2 separate regions of the Mus musculus genome follow, and region 2 is linked to region 1. Evidence: chromatin contacts called from public ChIA-PET data. All regions are on one chromosome and are shown on one strand. The core of a region is the stretch at or near the end of the contact, and the rest is flanking DNA. Distances in the headings are between cores, read along the strand shown. Region 1 overlaps Zscan20 (zinc finger and SCAN domains 20). Region 2 holds the start of Phc2 (polyhomeotic 2).

Region 1 (4,266 bases), core at 849-3,348:
CAGCGCCTTCTGTATGACTCCAGCCAGCGGGTCTTGCTCCCATCTCACAGAGCTTCTCAACCTTTGGCTCAATAACAGCATCCATCCAACATTTATCCCACTGTGTACCTTGAATTCTGTATGTCCTTTCTCCCCACCCCACCCCCAAGCCCATCCCTTGGGAAGAAAAGCCTCACTCTCTTCTATCCCCATATCCTTGGTACTTACCACTCTCTTTCAAGGACTCAGGTGGCATCTTGGAAAGGTCGGGACGTGCATTCTCCACCCACTGTTTTCGGGGCTGGCCCTCAGAGCCGTGGGTCACTGGCTGCAGCTGGAACCTCTGGAACTCCTGAACTGCTTCGAAGGACCTGGAGTCTTCAGAGCATAGCTCCAGTCCCTACACAAAATCAACCATCAGATCGGTGTGGTCCCCTCAATGGGACAGGACTGTTACCTTGAGTGTGAACGTGTTCCATGGGGTTAACAGATTCTTAGGATCCAAAGAGGGTTTTAACACAGTAAGAAAACTATCAGACTGACTTCAGGAAACAAATCAGCATTTATACTACCATATGAATTCTGTCTGTGCTACCGAACGAGGTCTATCTCCACTACGAAATGAGTTCTGTCTTGTGGAATTCTGGGAGGCTACACAAGTATCTAAAGCAGGTGAACACTATTCAAAATGCTCTTGCTTCACAGAAGTAAATTACATAAAATGTTGTGACCTTAAAAATAACTGATAAGCATATTTATAAGCCTGCTTGCCTCTGAAGTAGTTACAATCAACAAAGAAGCTGCATGGATAAACTCTAAGACAATCCTCACTCTAGCCAGCTCCTCCAGCTGATACCACGCTACAACGGAGACTTCAACCCCTTGGGCCAGAACTGCCAACACGGAAGAAAGGCAGATTCAACTGACAATGACGAGGAATGAGACAACCATGAGGATCGTCTCAAGTTTCTAATCCAGGAAGGAGCTTAGACATCATCGCTCCACCTCAGCGAGAAGTGAGCTGGACAAACCCAAGCCGAACAAGACTCAAAGCTCTTAGATCCATCAGAGAAGCGAGGCCACACCACCTAGGCCTGCCCTCGAAGCTGGAGAAGTAAGAGAGGTGACTTCACTGGAGGGGAGACCTCTGAAGGGACCGGTGCTGGCAGGAAAGCCCTACAGCTAGAGGCACAGGGCAGGCCACCTGAGAGTCAGGCTCCAGGAAACCCAGTCACCAAGACAAGGGCAGGTGAGCTTTACCGAGTGTCACTTCCAAGAGCTCTATCCATCCTCGTAATGAGGGGAATGCGCAGGAAAGTCCCCTCATGATTCTGCAGGGTGGGGTGGAGTAGGGACAGGAACCACTGTGAAACACACCAGTGTACTCTGTGAACAGTGAGTGCCGGAGCATAGCCTACTTTACATAAAGGAGCTGCCCCTTCTGTTTCCCTACTATTCTGCACAGGTGACAGGAGTGCCTGCCTGAAGCCCTTTCTAGCAGCCTGCCCCACCCACAAAGGGAAGCCTGAGAAATACTGATGAATTTCAGAGTCCAGAGCACAGAGCTGTAGACTGCCCACTAGACATGCTCTGCCACTGTATTCTAAAAGACTTACTTACATAGCTCCTTCCACCCAAGACATCATATGCCACCTTTTAACCAAAACTTTCAAGGCATACCGGAAGGCAAGCAACATTTTGAAGAGCAATCAGCATGAACCAGTGTCAGATGGCAGAGAGCTGGGATTATCAAACCATAAAACTTAAAAATAGTAACCCAGGTGCCAACGGTCTAAACACACTAACTAGCTGGCATGGTGATTCTCATCTGCAATCCCAGCAGTTGGGAAGCTAAGGCAGGAGGATTGCAAGTTTGGGAGCAGGCTGGATTATACTATAAGACCCTATCTCAAAGATAAATAAACAAACCAAGTAAAAGGCCAAGAGTGTATAAAATATGACCCAAATATATGCTGTAACTAAGAAATCCACTTTAAATATAGAGACACCTTACAGATAAAAGGCAAAGGAGGAAGTAAGAGATACCAACTTAACCCTAACCAAAAGGAAGTGGGCCGGAAGATGCCTCAGTGGTTAAAGTTCTTGACACACAAGCAGTTCAGGTCAAACTTCAGACCCCAGAGCCCATGTAAATACAGGGTAATCATGGAGGCCTGTCTGTAGTGCCAGCTTTAGAAGGCAGAGACTGGGGATCCCAAGAGCAAGCTGGCTAGTAAGACTAGCCACATCCGTGATCTCTCGGTCTGACTGAGACTCCGCCCGCCTCAATGAGTAAGGTAGAAGAGTGATTAAAGATGAATCCTGGCATCAACCTCAAGCCTCCAAACACACACACACACACATGCACACTCGTGCACACACACATGTGCACACACATGCACATGTGTGCACACACACATGCACACACATATAAGCACACCCTAACATACATGCAAACATGCATGCACACCATACACATGCACATGAAGAGGGGTGGAGTAAGAGAAGCTGTATTAATTTCAGAACAGGAGACTTCAGAGCAAGAGAAGTTCCCAGGGCTGAAGAGTGGCTTCATGATATGATACAGGGGTTTGACACTCCACAAAGGCATGATAATTCTCATCCAGGTAAGGACTGCACACACCTTGATCCTCCATACTTCTAATAACACAGTCCAAAACTGACAGAAGCAGAAGAGGGTGAGTACAGTCAGTGACGTCAGCACAGCTCTTGGAACAGACAAAACCAAAGTCAGTTGAAGGGAAGAGAGCGATGAGCGGTGTAGACTCACTAGCGGGACAGAACAGCAGAGGGATGGCTGAATTCTGCAAGGTAGAACTTCTAACGAAGGAGTACAAGATCTGCCCTCATGGACCATTCATTGCCACGGCAACCACATGCCAGGCCACAAAACACACTAAGCGAATGTCAAAGGGCAGGATCGTGACAAGTGGGCTCCTCGGATCACATGGAAGTGACTCAGAAACAGAAAGGTAGCTGGAAAATCCATGATACTTGGAGCTCAAACAATATACAAGTAAATATTTGAGTCAAGGAAGAAATTTCAAGAGAAATTACTTTAAATTACATGAAAATACAACTTAAGATAAATAGATAGATAGATAGATAGATAGATAGATAGATAGATAATTAGATAAAAGCCCTCGGGATGCAGGGAGAGTTGCAGAGCTTGGAAGTGAGTTACCAGTGCTGTATCCAGAACACAGGACTGGAGAGACGGCTCGGCAGCTGCGAGCACGCGCTGCTCTTCCAGAAGACCAGGTTCAGCTCCTACCACCGAGTTCATGAGTGGAGCAGCCTTGTCATGCCCACCAAAGAATCTTTCACTGCAGGCATCTACTCCCTGTATCTCTTATACATTTTCTGTCTCTGTTTTATGATGCTCCCTGACCCTCAAGGGAGGTTGTATGGGAGAGACGGCCCAGTCAGAGCTGAGTACTCCAGTCTCTTACTCTGCATGATAACCAGCTGTGAATCTCTGCTTTAATCCACGTCTACTGCAAGGGTAGTTTCTCTCATGACAGAAGATGCAGCAATCCATGGGAATAAGGTAAGAATTTAGGGGGCAGTTTAATACTATGTCCATTTAGCAGAATAATAGTATTTGGCTCTCCGCTAAGGCCTGCGACCTCGTCAGTGGGGTTTTAGCCTAGTTAACAGCGCAAACATGAGTACCATCTTATGGAGCAGGTCTCAAATCCAACCAGGCCATCTCATCCGCATAACATTCCCACCAACATCGTACCAGCCGGGAGATCTGGTCAGGCCACTTGTCAAACTTCATGCCACCATGAAAGCTAGCCAGTGGGGGTGAAGCTCCCAGGCTGGTGCCAGCTTGATTTCTCTCTGTGCTACAGTTCAAGTATGTGGTGTCTTCAGCAACAGGGCCTTCCCATTAAGTTCTGGAGGGGCCACCAGGGGCAATGGCTGTAGCCTCTAATGTTTGTGGACTCCCACTGACCAGCTCAAGAGGTAACCCATATCTAGAAAAAGGCTTTTTATTTGATAGCCTGGGACCTGGGAAAAGCATTGCTTCTTTTGTAGAGTCAGTCCATTCCTCTGTGTGTGTGTGTGTGTGTGTGTGTGTGTGTGTGTGTGTGTGTGTGTGTGTTTTAGAAAGCTCGCACAGTGGTACTTTTCCATATGGCATATTCAAAGGTCCTATTATTTTCCTTCCCCACACTCCCTGCTCCACCTTGCCCTCCCTCATCCCTTTAACCCCCTTTTCCCCATTATTTTCTTTCCCTCTTCATGACATCTGTATTC
Region 2 (3,960 bases), core at 757-3,256, 60 kb after region 1:
CCAGTCCCTAGGCCACTTCCTGAACACTCCTTGTGCCTGGGCTTTGAGACCCTTTAAGCACAAAGAGCTCATTTCCTGTGGCCAGGAAAGACGGCACCAGTTCCTGAGGACAGCTCATCTCCCTCATTAAGGCCCTCATAAAACTGCTTCAAGGGCCCTGACTAATGGCTGCTCTCGGCTTGCCAAGCTCCTCTTGGACAAGGAGCCACTCCGGTAATTTGGTGCTAGGAGATGTGCAAGAGAGACCAGGTCCTTTGAGCCCAGGAATTATTTATGGTCCTGAGAAAAGAGAATGACATTTGCAGAGATAACAAGCCTCCACCAGCACAACAGGCTGTTTAATGTGCCACAGGGGATGACAGGCAACTTCTGTGTCCCACTGCCAGGAAGGGAGGAGAGATCTGAGCACGTGGGTTGTGTATCTCATGGGAGATCCTGGGCCAGATGTGGAAATGACCACAGTTAGCAAGGATGGGGTCTTACCCACGGGACCAGGCCTATATTACATATCTTTTATACATTAATTCTTTAATGGCTCTTACCCACTGGACCAGGCCTGTGTAACTAATACATTAGTTCTTTAATGCTTCCAACATTCCTATCCTGTCTTATTGGTGAAGAAACTGAGGCACAAACAGATTATAGAACTTGCCATAGATCACACGGCTGATGAATGGCTAAGCAGAATGTTAACCCAAGTAGGTTTGCCTCTCTGTCTGTGCTCTTAAGTCGCAGTTTAGAAGGAAATTGGATTTTAAGTCAGTCTGGTGGGAAGAAATATTTATATATTTTAAATGATCTTAAAGTGTCTAGATAGTTCATTTAAACCACAGGGCCTAATCCAGTAATCCGTCCATGCTACATTAAAATCAGTGAACCACTGAACTAAACAAGTCCATGGGAGTGCTTGTCCCTTTAAGTGAATTACCAGATCAACAGAGATGAAGGCAGAGAGACAGAATCCTAGAGTCCCCTACCAACTGGGTGACTTTATGTTTTGTGACTTCAACACTTGCCACTTGTCACGGAATATATTTCAATCTTGAGTGACAGTCCTATTAGGGAAGGTGTTCTTATGCCTAAACCTAAGTTCAATGAGCCTGGTATAATGAGGTGCCTTTAGAATATAGCTTTGGAGTAGGATAAGCCAGGATTGGAATCTAAATGTGTGAAGTACTGGAGGAATAAGTATGGACATTTCCTTGCCCAGCTTCGATGGTTCAGTGTCTGGATCAGTAAAGTGGCCATAGCAACAGTGCAATTAAGAGTGGATGTAAAATTTTTTGATAGCTTGAGCACACATGGATTGAATGATTAACTATAGGCTCCTAACAGCTGTTTGGCCCAGGCCTCATCTGTAATATGTGTACCGGGTTTATGCCTCAGAAGGACATTGTCGGGCAGTGCAAAGGTGCTCCACTGCTGATGTATGAAATTTCTTTCGACTGTTTGTATACAGTCTTCCCCTCCACCGCTTGGAATTGTGAAGAACGCAGGAGAGCCCTGGGCCTGATGTTCTCACATTTCCACTTTACAATGTAGTGTGGTGGTTGTGTGACTTTGGGTGTGTGGCTGAGCCTCTCTGAGCATAAACTCGCCCCAGTATCAAATTAAGTTTATGATATGTACTTCCTAAAGCTACCAGAGAGTTAGCTGCAGAAAAGTGTGAGGCACGTGGTTTAAGTGTTCAGAGCCTTTCCGGAATCTGAATTTCCCTGTCTAGACCAATTTGAGGTGCTCTCCATATGCAGAATAGGAAAAGTACCCGGAGTCCCAGTGCGGAGTTCAGGTAGAGGAGATGCTCCAAAGGGATGGCAAGGCTCCAGAGCCTGCGCCCCCTCCTCCGCCCTCCCCTCCGTTGCCATGGCCACCGGTTCAGTCCCAGAGCAGCACCAAGGCGTGTTCAATTCAATCTCCGCCTTCTCCGAGTGACGATTGGCTGGAGTGGGCACGTGACACTCTCCGGTATGCTAATACATGGTAATCGCCCCCCAGGCCCCTCCTCCGCGGGCCACAGCTGGGCAGCCAGCAGGGTGCGCGGCGGAGAGCCGAGGGGGCGGGCTGAGGGGCGGCCCCGGGAGAGCGCGGCCAGGTGGAGGAGGAGCGCGGAGGCCACCGCAGGTAACGGGCGGGCGCGTGCGCGCTGGGGCCGGCTGGCGGCGGCGGGGCGGCGCGCGGGGGACACCCGGCGTCGCGCGGCGGGTTTAACCCTTTGGGCACCCAGCTGTCACGGTGCGGCGAGAGGGCCCTGCGGCGCAAGGCTGGGCAGCGCGGTGGACACCGGTTCACCGCCGACGCGGACCCGGCCGCGATGAGGACCGCGGCGATCTCTGGAGTCAGGGTTTGCGGGAGGCAGTAGGAGAGCCGCTGAAGTCCCTGCAGTCGCGTGATCTCGGGGGCGCGTGGCCTTCTTACATGGAGAGGCCCGCCCCTGCGGCCCGTGTCCTCTGGGGGACTGTGGAGACACCGGGGTCCGGCCTCCCCACCGCGCGCCTGCTCTTCCGTGGCCTGACAGCCCAGCCACAGGCACTTTAGATACCGAGTTAAGCCTGGTGGGGGTTGCTGGGCATCGAAGGCGAGATCGAGATGGTGCGTTGGGGAGCAAACTGTGGTTGTTGTTACTGGAAGAAAAGAGCTCTCTCCTTAAGCAAAGCAGGTCCCACGGTAGAGAAGGAGGGGTGCCCAAGGTAGGCACTGCCCCCTGTTTTCTGACCTGACAACCGTGGGGAACAGACCTTGGGCACTAGAGTATGTTGTCGTGTCCAGAGGAAGCTCCTGTTTTGCTTTAGTTTCTGGCGTATTCTTTTAATGGCTAGGTTTAAATCAACTTCCTCCTCCATCTCCGCGCCTAGGTCTGCTACAGAAATGTTGTCTTCTAATTACCCCTTCCCCCAATTCACTAAGACTGGTGGCCGCATTAGGCTCGTGGTGTAATTTAGCCTTCGCCACAATAGAAATGCTAGCACGGAGCTGTGCTGCTAATATCAAGCCAGCCCCAGGAGGTTTAGTGTGGAGGGGAAATGCTCCAGTCTCTGGGGTATGAAAAGCAGACTAATGTGCTCTCATGGTCGGAGCTTACTTTATGAGTCTCAAATCGTTTCTTCACAACAAGGGGAAACGTGCTTCCACATGAAAAGTCCCAGCGACCAAACCTAGGTTTGCAAATCAAATGCGAATTGTACTTGCAGGTTGCGTATTTATCAACACAACGACAAACACTTGGTATAAACCAGGCACGCTGTTGTGTCTAGAGGATGCTACACTGACTAAGATAATTAGCCCTTGTCCTCAGAGAGGTGGTGGAAGAGACAAACTGTTAGCCAAAGTGATAGCAGAAGAACAGATGCAAGAATGGATCTGTTAAATGTATGCAACGTCAAAGAAGGCTTCCCAGAGAGCATACTTCAGCAAAGTGTTGAAGGATGAATAGGAGTTTGTTGCAAAGGTTAGGGAGGACATTGAAACAGAAGGCTCAGTGAGTGGTGTGACTAAGGAAAATTCTCTCAGGTGAATAGCTTCCCCCGCCCCTTCTTTTTATTTGGGAATTGGCTTTATACTGCAATCCTGCCTCCTTTACTGTGTGACTTTCTAAAAGCTGGCTTACATGTCTCATTCCTATCATGATTTTCCAGTGGTATTTTCCCGTGAATTCCAACCTGTGAGCTTTTGTGAACCTCGCTCCTGGTCTTTGTCACCGGAGAAAAGGTTCAACAAGTGGAAGCAGAAAGGAGTGGTTTCAACGGCTCCAAGGTAGAGAGCCTGGCCCTGGGCACAATGCTCAGAAAAAAAAAAAAAAAAAAATCAAAAATCAAAAAAAAAGGAAAGAAAAGAAAGGGAGAGAGGGAGGGATCACAGCCAGGGAGGTTGCACATGCCTGTAATCCTAACACAAGCAACTGAATGAGGCAGGAGAATCTCAAGTTCCAAGCCAGCCTGGGCTACATATCTCAAGTTCCAAGCC

Evidence for each region. ChIA-PET counts read pairs in DNA pulled down with a chosen protein or histone mark.
Region 2: a contact with region 1 is called in an RNA polymerase II ChIA-PET map of memory CD8 T cells, with 38 read pairs. The contact joins the promoter of Phc2 here to the enhancer-like site in region 1. A contact is called at or near these places in 3 of 115 datasets of contacts at active chromatin or transcription factors (effector CD8 T cells, memory CD8 T cells and microglia).

The regions. Positions count from the first base shown.
Region 1 is chr4:128,592,128-128,596,393 of GRCm38.p6, forward strand. It overlaps Zscan20 (zinc finger and SCAN domains 20), which reads right to left. Exons shown (of 8, transcript NM_177758.4): 3 at 208-379. Among named protein-coding and RNA genes, the nearest start is that of Zscan20, 16 kb to the right of the region's middle. Within about 2 kb of position 2,099, at least 54 of the 459 cell types and tissues checked have an H3K27ac peak or open chromatin away from gene starts, as enhancers often do. A contact at or near this core is called in effector CD8 T cells and memory CD8 T cells, where this site is marked.
Region 2 is chr4:128,652,696-128,656,655 of GRCm38.p6, forward strand. Phc2 (polyhomeotic 2) reads left to right here and starts at 2,007. Exons shown (of 15, transcript NM_001195130.1): 1 at 2,007-2,121.